Regions from separate parts of the Mus musculus genome. Here region 1 is linked to region 2. A link is a contact called in public promoter capture Hi-C data. All regions are on one chromosome and are shown on one strand. Each heading gives the region's core, a stretch centred on a gene start, on an enhancer-like site or on the middle of the called end of the contact. The rest is flanking DNA. Distances are from core to core; before and after follow the strand shown.

Evidence for each region. Promoter capture Hi-C pulls out the DNA fragments that hold promoters and counts their contacts.
Region 1: a promoter capture Hi-C map of the HPC-7 cell line shows a contact between it and region 2, with 4 times the contacts expected there. The contact joins the enhancer-like site here to the promoter of Mei4 in region 2. A contact is called at or near these places in 7 of 39 promoter capture datasets (the 3T3-L1 cell line, 3T3-L1-derived adipocytes, the HPC-7 cell line and 4 more).

What each region holds. Positions count from the first base shown.
Region 1 is chr9:82,704,897-82,711,675 of GRCm38.p6, reverse strand. No RefSeq gene overlaps it. Among named protein-coding and RNA genes, the nearest start is that of Irak1bp1, 120 kb to the left of the region's middle. Within about 2 kb of position 1,300, at least 12 of the 459 cell types and tissues checked have an H3K27ac peak or open chromatin away from gene starts, as enhancers often do.
Region 2 is chr9:81,859,840-81,865,738 of GRCm38.p6, reverse strand. It overlaps Mei4 (meiotic double-stranded break formation protein 4), which reads right to left and starts at 2,069. Exons shown (of 5, transcript NM_175213.4): 1 at 1,822-2,069.

The sequences.
Region 1 (6,779 bases), core at 51-2,550, 850 kb before region 2:
TGCTGGCAGTGTGAGAACAAGAGTGTCTGCTTTCAAAAGCCCGAGAGCAAAGTTACCAAAGCATTGCTTCCTGCACACTTATGAACTTGTGCATCATGGCATGATCCTTCACTCAGATTTTCCACAGTCATAGAAAAGAATTCCTCTTTGATCTACATTTTCTAGTCTACCCATCACACTGCCCCCAGCCCCAGCGATTATATTTGGCTGGAGTATAATTACCAATTGCTAATTTTTGAGTAAGACATCAAGAAAATGATGAAACAGCTTACAGGTAGAGAGCAGCTATTTCCTCCCGTGCCAGCTTCTGGCTCGTGGAATGGCGTTATGAGGTTGAGTCCTGCCTCAGGCAGCAGAGAACATGGAGATTGATTAGCAAGGTCTTCAAAGGAGTTAGGAGGGGTAGGGATTGTGGTGTACAGATCTTGTAATTGTTCTCCCTAGGCTAATTACTGAAAGAAGAAGGATTCAACACCCATGAAGTGTCAACCAAGCATCAGAAGTAAGAATGCATTTGTCAGGGAGACAGGCAGTGCATTAGTCTGCCTGTGATCTGCACTGTAGGGTAAATCCTGCTGCTAACAGACTTACCTTGTCAAATCATATCTTGATCTAAAGATTCGAGGTTCCACAAAAGGCATCCAACCACTGGCTTCTATTAGAACCTGAGGATTCCGGAATTAAAGGTCTTGCTATCTTCAAGCAGTATTATCTAAAGCCAAACCTAATTAACAATTTGAAAAGAATTCTATTCTTAGGTTAGAAATTTCTGAAGGTAAATGTGTGGTTTTTTTTTTTTTTTTTCCTTTATGGTTCACACATACTGATGTTTCCTTCCTTCCAACCGCTTGCCTGAGGGGCAGTCTCCATCTTAGGTAGGGCTCGTTAGCTCAGAACTTGCAGGAAATGTCAGCATAGTTGAAGGACTTCTGACCATCTTGCCTGGAGTTTGCAGGTCTGTTCATAGCCCCTGAGCTAACAGAGAAGAACGTGCCTGTGTTCCCCTCGTCTCTGCGCCACACTGTTTTCTGTTCTCTCAGTCCTCACCTCTGTCAGAGACCTTCTGTCTTGACCCCACTCTGGCATATCACACCCGTGGTCTCCAAGGAACTGTTTCCTGCTCAGTAATTTCTGCATCTCTTTCCGCACCTGTCTCTTAAAAACGTCCTCTCTATGGCATGATTCGTCTCTCCTCTATATACGATTACTTGCTAATTATAGAGAAGGTTTCAGTCAGTCAGCTGTTGGTTCCTTTTCTTTGGTCCGTCCCAAACTGCACGTTAGGTTTTGAACTTGTTCATAGGATGCAAATAGAGGTGGCTGTTCTTTCCTACCAGATGTGCTGGGCAGACCTGAGAGCACAATCACCTTCCTAAGCAAATTTTTATGAAGAAAACGCTCAGAATCTTAGACTCGCTTCCTGCCTCCACCTTAATTAGACCGTGAAACTGTGCCAGGCCCAGCCTTTTCAGTTTCTCTTTCTTCAGTGTTCTGAGTGTCCTGGCTCTAAGACTCTGGGAATCCTAGGGGGGACATAAAACTCTGGCTTGATCTTGTTTTGAAAGGCAAAAACTGTATTCCGTCTCAGTGACTGGGGACTTCAGAATTTGCACATTCAAATAAAGCTGAGGATGGATGGGCTACCACATCCCAACCAGAGAGCCTTTCGCCCTGATTTCTCCAGCCTGTGTGTCAAGCAGTCAGCAGGATCAGCCTCATAGAAATGAAGGGCAGTGCAGTTTGGAAATGGCTTCCTTTTAAATATCTCTTTCTTCCATATTCACTGCGGTGCAGTGCTAAAGACAAAACAAAAACAAACAGCAAAAACATTGGAAATTTCCTCTTTGTTAACCAGTCCTCAGAGGACGTGAGTCTACAGTCAGCTAGGGGAGGAATGCTTTCTTAGAGGGAACCAGTGTTGTATGTACTAAGGTCCAGGTCTCTTTGTCTTTGCCCCTTCAAGTTTTGCTCCCTTCATTATTCTCCCTCTCCCTCCCCCTCCCCCTCCATCTTCTCCCACCCCTCCCCCCATCTCTGCTATTGTGAAGCCTTGAACTCTCAGTCCCCTCTTAAACATCTATTTCAGAGACCACAGGAATGGAAAGGCCCTATTGGTTTCCAGTGTGTAGCAATTCCTTCTACTGTAACTACAGTTCATTGAATGTCTGCTTTCTGGGAATTTCCTCTTTATTCAGCTTGCTTGCTGCTGAAATAGCCTTTTCTTTTCTTTATATAGCTGGCCTTTTTTTTTTTTTTTTTTTTTTACTGTTTTAAATATGGTTCTTAATTAATGTTGTTTTACTGTACTGTTGGGATGGCTTATACAGCCCTTGTGATGATGAGGTCTGCACTTAAATTGCTCCCTTTCTCCTCAGCTTGTCTGTCATAATTAAGAATGATGTCATTTCTTCAGTGATGTGATATTCCTTGTTAATATCACAATTATTTACATATTTACATACCATTACATACTATTTACACATTACATAGCTTATACATATTAATATAACTTACATATTATTCTTTATATATACCTATATTTTATCTTTACAAAACAAGCTAGGATGATCTAATGTGCTAATAATATTTTTATCTTACACTTGAACATTAATTTTACATTAGGTATCAGCTGTATTTTCTGTCATCCCATATTCACTTATTAAAAAATAACAGGACTTTGTCTTTACTTTCTTTCTTTCCATATATTTGTATTCCCTAGCTTTCCCCCTTTGTATGTTATAAGTAAAATATTTAATTTATTCTTCTTGTTTAATAGGATGCTTTGAGCTCAGTTTGGCTGTTTTTGTGTTTTGCTTTATGGGTCTGTGGGAGTCTCAGAAATATTAGCTACCACATAGACTGTTATGTAAGTTCCATCTATCCTTTGGAACAACTAAAGAACATTAAATAACTAGAACATTACCTAAGTTTTGTGATTTTTTTGAATTGAAAGTTTAAAAGAAAATGAACGAGTGAGTAACATGTACTTAATATTTTCCCTAATGTGTGGCTATGAACATTTCCTGGTTATCAGCTTCACTGCCTAAGCAGTGTCTTGACGTCCAGTGAGTCCAGTTCATTTGGTCTTCTCCCAATTCCCCCAAAGTCTCCCCAGCTCTGCCACTCTCAGTCACAGGCTCAACCTCACCTCTTGTTTGTCTTAGATGACGTCAGGACAGGAATTAGACTTCTGTTTCTTCATCACTTCTCCTTTGGTGTTGTCTCTCACAATGCATGCAGACATGAGAGATGGTCCTCACCGCCTCTCCTAACCTCCACATCGGCATGCACTTTGTCATGACTTGAAATTATCCATGCTTATAATATTTAAAACTTACTCTATTATTCTAAACCTTCCATGCTTTGTCTTAGAGATGCATTCTAAATGTTCTCCCCAGTCAGCTATGTAGATGTTATTTACTAAGCTTTGAAGCTATATTGGAAGATAGAAAGATTTTTTATTCCATTTTGTTTCCTGAATGAGTTTTAAAACTTGAGACATAAGGCAAACATTATTCTTATTAATATAACATAATACAATATAATATAACATAACATAACATAACATACATTTCTTTGCTCACTACAATGACTCAACATTTTCATGATTCTTTTTATCATAGGAATTTAATTTTTTTTATTCAATTTTGTTTTCTCGAAGTTTCTGACACCCAGTCCTTCTTTGTGCCGTGCTCCTCATTCTGAGGCACACCCAAGTGTCCCCAGAGTTCACTCTACTCCTGGATTTGGTTCTGTATTTTTGTGCCCCAATTTCCATATTGCTCTTCATATTTTTTCTTTTACATTTTAATACTTCTTTAGTGAAGAATAGATGCTTTTTTTCTGAGTCTTTGGGAGTTCCAAAGTGTTTTTAGAGGCCAGCAAGGAACTTCTGTAGGTAAAGGCACTTGCTGCCAAGCTTAATGACCTGGGTTCAATTCCTGGAACCCACAGGATGAAAGGCAAAAGCTGACTCCTGAAAGCTGTCTTTTAACTTCTACACTCGTACACTCATGCACACACACACTCACGCATGCATGAACGCACATGCACACACACACTTATAAAATGTAGTAAAGAATTTAAAAACTGAAAGTGATTATATGAGCTAGTGGTTAATCTGAACAGCAGTTTGGCCAGGTTTAAAATGATTTAGCTTGACTAGCTGTTTTTCTCCAGATTTCAAAGTATTTTCCTTTTCTTCAGCACATAGTTACTGCTGATGTATCTGAGTCCTATCAACTTGGAAAGCATTGCCATTTTATTTTTCTGAAAACATATTGAATTTTTCTTTTTGTTACTAGAGCTCCACATTTTCTCCAAGCTTTGTATGAGGAGAGTTCCCTGAAAAGTTATAAAATTTAATTTATTTTTCAGTTCTGAGGAATGAACCCAGGGCCTCGCACATGCTAAACAAAGGCTCTCCATTCAAGGACAACACTAGTTTTGCAGGCAGCTTTAGACTTAGAGAAAACAGAGCAGATATTGCCTTCCTCTGTGCACCCACCGCACATATCAGATCTTTATTAGTAACACATTGCTATGTCACAGTTCATAAATCAGCACGGATACCTTATTATTGCCTAACGCCTAATGTTTCTGTACCTTTTCTTGTTTGTAACTAATTGACTTTAAGAAATCATCTTAAGTTTCTGCACCACATCAAGTTTTGCTGTTGTGTCTTCTTTAGAGTTCTCTTGATTGTGGTTTCTTAGACTTTCTTTTTGATTTTCAGGGTCCTAACAATTTTAAGGAATATTTTAGGGTTCCCATTTATTAGGAGTTTAAAAATTGTTTTCTCATGATTAGACTGTGGTTGTAGGTTTGGGGGAGATTATAGAATGCTATTTTATTAAACCATGTAAGGGCTATGTAATGTCAAGACTATTTATAAGTGTTGACCCTAATAATCTGGCTTAAATACTGTTTTTAGATATTTTCAGTTTAAAGCTACCCTTTTCTCTAGTTTTGCGCCATGCTACTATAAAGAAATCCCAATGGATGTCTTATATTTAAGAAATGAGGATTATGCTTTCCTTCAATTCAGGTAGAATGTTAGCGCAGATGTATTTCCAGTTTCTCTGCAGAAGGAGTCTATCCCTGCTCTGTATGTGCCAACTTGTTTAATGATTTATTTATTTCAGAATGGGCTTACTCTTTTTCTTGTATGTTATGTTATAATGAAGCGCTAATTAATTTTGTTAATCATGTTGTTTCAGCTCTTGTCATTGGGAATGTTTCAGTTGGCGTCTGTAACGTTTTTCTGTCAATGTAACCTTTTCTTTTCCTGTTTACAATTTTACTTTCTGTTCTCACAAAAACTCTCCCTGTATATTTTCTGCTCTGGCCCTAGAATAAGCTGTTTCTCCAATAAGCTCTGTTTGCTTTTATTGAGAACAGTGGGATGAGAAGGCAAGATTAGGGTCTCAGGTGTGCTTATTGCTATAGGACATCACTGATTCTAGGAACTTTCAGCTCACATAGTACAATAATATACATGTACAACTAAGCCATTGGTATGCATATATTGCTATCAGTAATGCATCAACTCTTTATGTATACATTTCCAGACTAAGATAAACATATATTTTGTTGTTATTTTTGCTTTCTCTCTCTCTCTTTCTGTGTTTGTGTGTGTGCACACGCGCATGCCTGTGCATGTATGTGTGTGCAGGTGAACTGCCAGTTTGCTTTAGACTGTGGTCAGGGAGAAGATTGGAGCCTTCATGCCCTCTTTTCACCTTTCCCTCTACCTATTGTAATGAAAAGAACAATTTAGTAACACCCAGAAATGTCTTCTTATCAATCACTCTGAGATTTTAATTAGATTATGTCAATTATTTTGTTTGTTTCATATTCTATTATAATTATATCATTTCCACTTCCCGTTCTTCCCTACAAAACTTCTCATATACTCCACCCTTCTTTCTTTCAAATTCATGACCTCTCATTTCATTAATTGTTATTACATGTATATGTGCATATGCACACACATATATTCCTAAATGCATAATATAACCTGCTCAATGTGCTTAACACTATTTGTATGTACGTTTCCAGGGTTGATCATTTGGTATTGGATAGCTAATTGGTATATTCTTTCCTGGGAAAGATGATTTCTCCAGCTCTCTGGGTTCCTTAGCTGTTTGTTGTTCTTTGTGTAGGATTGAGATCTCATGTATAATCGCTAATTACATTCTAAATATTTGATCTGATAATCAATCCTCATCAAGGAAACTTCTTTTTGCAACAGATGGAAACCATTACAGAAAACCACAACCAATCAAAACACAGATTTATGGAGCCCAGTCCCAATGGATCTGCCTGCAACCTGCACTCAAGGCTCAAAGCTCAGTGTTGTGTAAGAGGGCGTGGAAGGATTGTCAGAGAGGAGTGACTTTACTATAAGACTGTGTCTCTTAGGGATGTCAGAAGCTACATCCATAAAGTTTCACCGACATGACTGCCCTAACATGGGCTGCATCAGCAATGCAAACAGCAAAGCTGCAAACAGCAATGGATTGCTGCACTTCTAACGATGCTGTCTCTCTGGCTACAACATGGTGACAGAGGACTGTGCAAATAGAGAGAGAAAAATGTGGGCGGCTGACACATGAAGGGCTTCTTCAGATTTCTCAAAATTTTCCCAACTTATATTTCCATGCCATCTGATCAATGATGCTAATTCTGTGTCTCAGAGACCTGTGAAACTGAACAAGCACACCTTGGAGCAAGAATGGAAACGCCTTACTCTGCCAGTGAGTCCTACACTGAACGCA
Region 2 (5,899 bases), core at 820-3,319:
AACATATGACATGAAGCAGAACTAAAACTGTCTAGGAGAGCAAAGCATACTAGTGAGAGGGGGCAGGACATGAAAAGGAACAGTAAAGAGGTATGAAGTGAAGTGTGCTTAGATAAAATGTACATTTACAAAATCTTTAAAATTATTAGATTTTTTTAAAGGGGAGTTTTCAATACTCCCACAGTACCTGAGTGTTCTTGCCATTGTTACAAGTGACAAAACTGACAAATCCTCAATGCTATTTCTTCCCGTTGCTGTAGCTGACACTCTAAACCTATTCTTAAAACACTTAGTGATGCTGCCCTGATTACATCCCAGTGTCTAAAAACGTACCTACTTTCTCTTCAGCACATTAACATCTTCTGTCTTTATAACCCTTTAGCTTTCTAAATCTCAAATCCTTCAAAACATTATGCACAATACAATCATTAAGTATGTTTATCTCACGAATGCTTCAAATGATTTGGGTTAATATGCCTATTAAATTGGCGCTGTGACTTTTGGCTTCAAGTATTTTCATACAGCAGAACTTAACATATACCTGCCATTCACATATATCATGAAACCTAGAATACACTAGACTTCTAATTTCTTTGATATAATAAACCATGGGATAAATTAATACTATGTTTTTAACAAGAATTCCATAATATTGGTTTCAAATATCTGATTCCAAACATTGCTACTTTCATGAAAAAAAAAATTTTAAAAAAATACTCAGTCACAAATCTGTGCTCCTGGTCTTCATGTCCAAATTTTACGACTGAATTGTAAATTTTGTGGTTTACTGACATATACAAAGACATTGTGTTTAACCTAAGGCCCTCACAGAAGCTGTAAGCTATAACAATGGAAAGTAAAATAGTGGATGTCAATTTGTGAATGTCATTACTGTAGTCACAAGATATACCAAAAATCATATAATTCTAAGCAGGAAAAAGTAATATAAACAAGCCAAAATTGATCAGAATGTATGTAATGAATTTGATAAAAAGTTTGCTAATTGGAAGTAACCTGATATATTCAGACTTGGTGGTTCACATTTTAATCCCAGCATTTGCAAGTCTGAGGCATACATATTGCCATTAGTCTTGAGAGCAGGAGGCAAGGCCATCCTACAAAGTGAAACCTTGTCTCAAAAATCCAAAAGATACAGAAAAAAAAATAATAAATTCCAGTTGATGAAGAATCCAAGTTATGAAATTCTTATGAATTTCATATTTATATTCTGTGAATATCGACATACTAATGTATTTTCTGTGGTTCCTGGTGGGACTTTAATCCTCTAAATATGTAATTGCAGACTATAAAGCTATTCAAGGCTTTATTTAATTCACTTCAAATTATTGACTTTCTGCTACTTTGGACATTCCAGATTCACCAAACCCTCACTGGCTTCTTCCTCCGTAATGGAGACTCCACTTCTGGCCCTGCTCCTCTGATCTGTTGCATATCTCACCACAACCTAGCTCTTCCAAGAATGATTTTTATCTCTACCTCATGTACCAGCACATGCTTGTCAGATCCCAAGAAAACCGCACCCGTCCCACTTTTAACACCCCCAACACTTTCTGCAGTTCCTCTGGGTGTGTACTTGCTCAATAAAAGATCAGATCAACAAGTGCCTACGGTCCCCCAAAACCACCCTTTCCTCCAGGAAACCTCAGAAGCCACCTCTAGAGTGAAGGCAGGCTTGCACAGACTCTAAGGTGTAGAACACACCACAGAACACACGCTTTGCCCGCCCAAGTTTCTGAGGCTCCAGGCGCGACCTACTTATCAGGTAAAGAAATGCCCCTCCCCACGCGTGAGGCGACCTACCTCCGCAAAGGGCGCGACAAGGAACCCCAAGCCACAGCACCTGAGAGCGTGCGCTGCTTGAGGGGACCCGGGGCCCGAGAGTACAGAGAGCAGGCAGATGCTACACAAGCCTGGGGTTCCTGAGAAGGAAGGACGCCCTCAGGCGGCGGGGGAAGCTCGGGGGCCAGTATTCCCGGCCATGCACGCTGATGCAAGCGCAGCCCGCAGGTAGGCGCCAGAGCCCAGAGCGCCACTCCTCCCGGCTTTCTTCCAGTGCCAATCAAGAGGGAGGCCCGCGGAGACCACAAGTCCCAGAAGCCTCTGCGCCACTCTCCTCGGAGGGGCTTGGGAGGGGCTCCGGCGGGCTCGGGCGGGCTCGGCGAGGAGCGGTTAGCCGGTTTGGCTGGACTAGGCAGGTGTTTCCTGCATCTTCCTTTCTTCTGCAAAATAGTTCAAAATAGTCTAGGACTGCCTGCAGCTCCTCTCCTGAAAGGCTGATTTGGTTTCTAAGGAGAGACTCACGGGGCTTGAAAAAAAGGAAAAGTTTCAGGAAAGCTTCTGTTGTGCCAACTCCTGTCCTACATGGGAACAGTCGGGAAAACAGATTCTTTGGGTTCATTTGTTGGCTTGTTTCCAAAGATGGTTTTAAAATCTTTGCTTCCTGCGGGAGGAAGCGCTATGTTTCTCATTTGTCCACCTGTCATATCTTCATCTAGGATTTTAAGTAATTTTTTGCCTCACGTACTGAAATTTCTCAGAAATTAAAATGCAAAGGAGATTCTAAGCATTCGGAAGTCACTTATGTAGACTTTACTAACAATGTGCTAATTTGCTAATAGTTAAAGGTTTCAACAATTGTATAGGATAAATTACCAAATATTATATCTGGGGGGTCTGCACAGCTCATTCTCCTACGTAAATGACCCTTTATTAAGGCAAGTGCTTGCATCTAGTCAGTTATTGCAAATGTCTTGGAAATGTTAAGCTTCATTGTTCTATCCATGTGTTTAAGAAAGTCAATAATTTTAACTATAATGTAATTTAATATAGCTTTCGTTAATCTTGCAACGGTGCTTTCATGCAAACTAAACTCGGGTTATTGTGACTGCTAAGGTGATGAACACTGTGAGTGCTCTACTGTGCTCACTGCTCTTCTTTGAGTAATGTAAAATCAAACCATCCAAGTTCATTTCAAGATAATGAACAGTCAAGTAGGAGTGATGTAGAAAAGTTGTGTTTGCGTTGATAAATAGTATGATATTCTATTTCAATTCCCCTCATACATTTATTGAGAAAATTGAGCTGTTACGTGCCAGTTACAGCCTTGATTACTGGTCAAGACCTGATTACAACTCCATACAAGACAGAGCACTCAGTCTAATAGTTAAAACAAATGGGTAGCAATTACCAAATACAGCACAGCCACTGAAATCCTGAACGAAAGCCCAGAGGTAGTTTTAACTATTTACCACCTAAATGTAAAGACCTAATGATTTCAACAACCTCAATAGTTTTCTTTGAACATCTTCAGATGGTTAAAGATGCTTTAGAATACATAGCAGAAAAAGAAACGTTTTAAGAAAATTATACAAGTTTTTGACTCACTCAAGACTAATGAAACACAAAGTGATCAATCAAATACATGCTCTTTGAATAAAGTAATGGACTCTATTTATGTTTTACATTTAATTCTGAGTGATTTTAGAGTCATTTTTAATGTCACAGTCTGTCGATGGGACTGTGACTAACCCATTTTTCTAAGAATATGTACAGATATCCTTTATAGATAAAGATATGTATAAGGTTAAATGACAAGCTTTATGGAAAGTGAAGAAACAGGCATACACATAATAAGCAAGCAAAGTACAGAGAAAGAAACCCCACAAATTTGAAGAAGACCTTCATACTAGGATCTGATTTTCATCCATAGAGCTGGGTTTTGGTGACCTGAGATAGTTCCCCCTTCTCTCATTTCATGGTGGTCAGCTTAGGAAAAAAAAAGGGGGGGGGCTGATAATTGCCCCAAAGATTCAGATAATCATGTTCAGGGACAGTCTTGACCTTATCTGAACACCTTCAACATATCAATCAAGAGTGGAGAGGGTGTCACTGCCAAGTGTGAAAGTATGAAAGAAACCGGAAATTTGTCTTTCTATTACTGACTGGTAGTCCCTTTTCTCATCTGTCTGTCTACCAAGGACCTCTGGCTCCTTGGTCTCAGCATCTTTCTATAAATTTGGAGTATTGAAATAAAACGAAAGGAAAAGATCTTCACAAAATGTATAATCTTAGATGCTGAATCTACTACCTTATTGATAGTTAAAATCCACTATAGAGTAAACTGAGTTCAAAATATAGTCAACGCACTGCTGTGATGTCTCAGCAGGTAAATGCATTTGCCTCTAAGTCTGACAACCTAAGGCGCCGTCTTCGGAAGCCACATGGGAGAAAGGAAGGATTGACAAACAGTTTATAGTATGTTATACTATACATTATAAAGAAAATAATAGGGCTGGTGAGATGGCTCAGTGGGTAAGAGCACCCGACTGCTCTTCCGAAGGTCCAGAGTTCAAATCCCAGCAACCACATGGTGGCTCACAACCATCTGTAACAAGATCTGACGCCCTCTTCTGGAGTGTCTGAGGACAGCTACAGTGTACTTACATATAATAAATAAATAAATCTTTAAAAAAAAAAAAAAAAGAAAGAAAATAATAAGCTGTCCTGTTAGAAAATCATGTTTTTATTTTATAAAAAAATATTAATGGCTCTTTTTTAATTCAAAAGTTCCAAAAACATTTATATAAATACTAATTATGAGTAAGAGAGAGCCATTGTTCTCAATGATTTTGCAGTCTAGTGAGAGTCAAATTTTACAACCAAGCATCATCAATAATATTTGAGAGTTTCTATTGCTGTGATGAAACACCATGTCCAAAAAAAAAAAAAAAAAAAAAAAACCTGAAGTGAGGAAAGAATTTGTTTGGTTTTTTTGTTTGTTTGTTTGTTTCTTTCATTTTTTGTTTTGTTTTAAAGATTTATTTATCATATGTATGTGAGTACACTGTTTTCAGACACACCAGAAGAGGGCATCAGAATCCATTACAGATGGTTGTGAGCCACCATGTGGTTGCTGGGAATTGAACTCAGGACTCTGGATGCCTAGTCAATGCTCTTAGCCACTGAGCCATCTCCACAGCCCTGGAAAGGATTTGTTTTGCTTATACTTCTTCATCACAGTCCATTGTTGAAAGAAGTCAGGACCGGAGTTCAAGCAGGGTAGGAACCTGGCAGCAGGAGCTGATAGACATGGACAGGTGCCTCTAACTGGCTTGCTCTTAGGGCTTGTTTAGCCTGATTTCTTAATAGAACCCAGGACCACCAGCCCAGGGATGGCCCCACCTACAATGAGCTGGGTTCTCCCACAAGATCACAACATTAGTCAATAATTACAAAAGTGCGTTAGTCTGCTTGCTCCCCTACAGCTCAATCTCATGGAGGCATTTTCACAACCGTGGTTCCCTCTTCTCAGGGAACTCCAGCTTATGTCATATGGACATAAAAGTAGCCAGTAAAAGTTTTAATTAGCAGATGCCAAATACACTTTACTTGTTCTGCAATCATAGACAGCTTGATGCTGTTACCCCTCATGCAATGTTATAAGACCCATATTGTCCCTAATTATTTTGCAGTGAGGAAACTGACTCAGACTTATTCATCCAAGGACATTCAGCTTGCTATGAATGCCTATCTTACTCTCTTTCCTCAAAACCCATACACTAGACCAATGCACCATAGCACATCCAGGAATATAGCTAAGCATTCTCTATATAATGGCATTAAATACAGTTTACAATTTCCTATTTAGAAATATATTCACGTGAAATTGTCTTAATGATGATTCTGAGGGCAAATAGGTCCTCTAACCCTTGTTTCTATTTGTCCATCTCTTAGATACATCTGCCTCTGATGACTTTCAAATTTGTCCATTGCAGATCTATTGCTGTGATACCTGTCAACAGTATCCACCTTGGTCTGGGGTCTTAAGTTTCTCACCCACTAGAGTACTGACATACAGACAGAGAGATGGACTGATGTG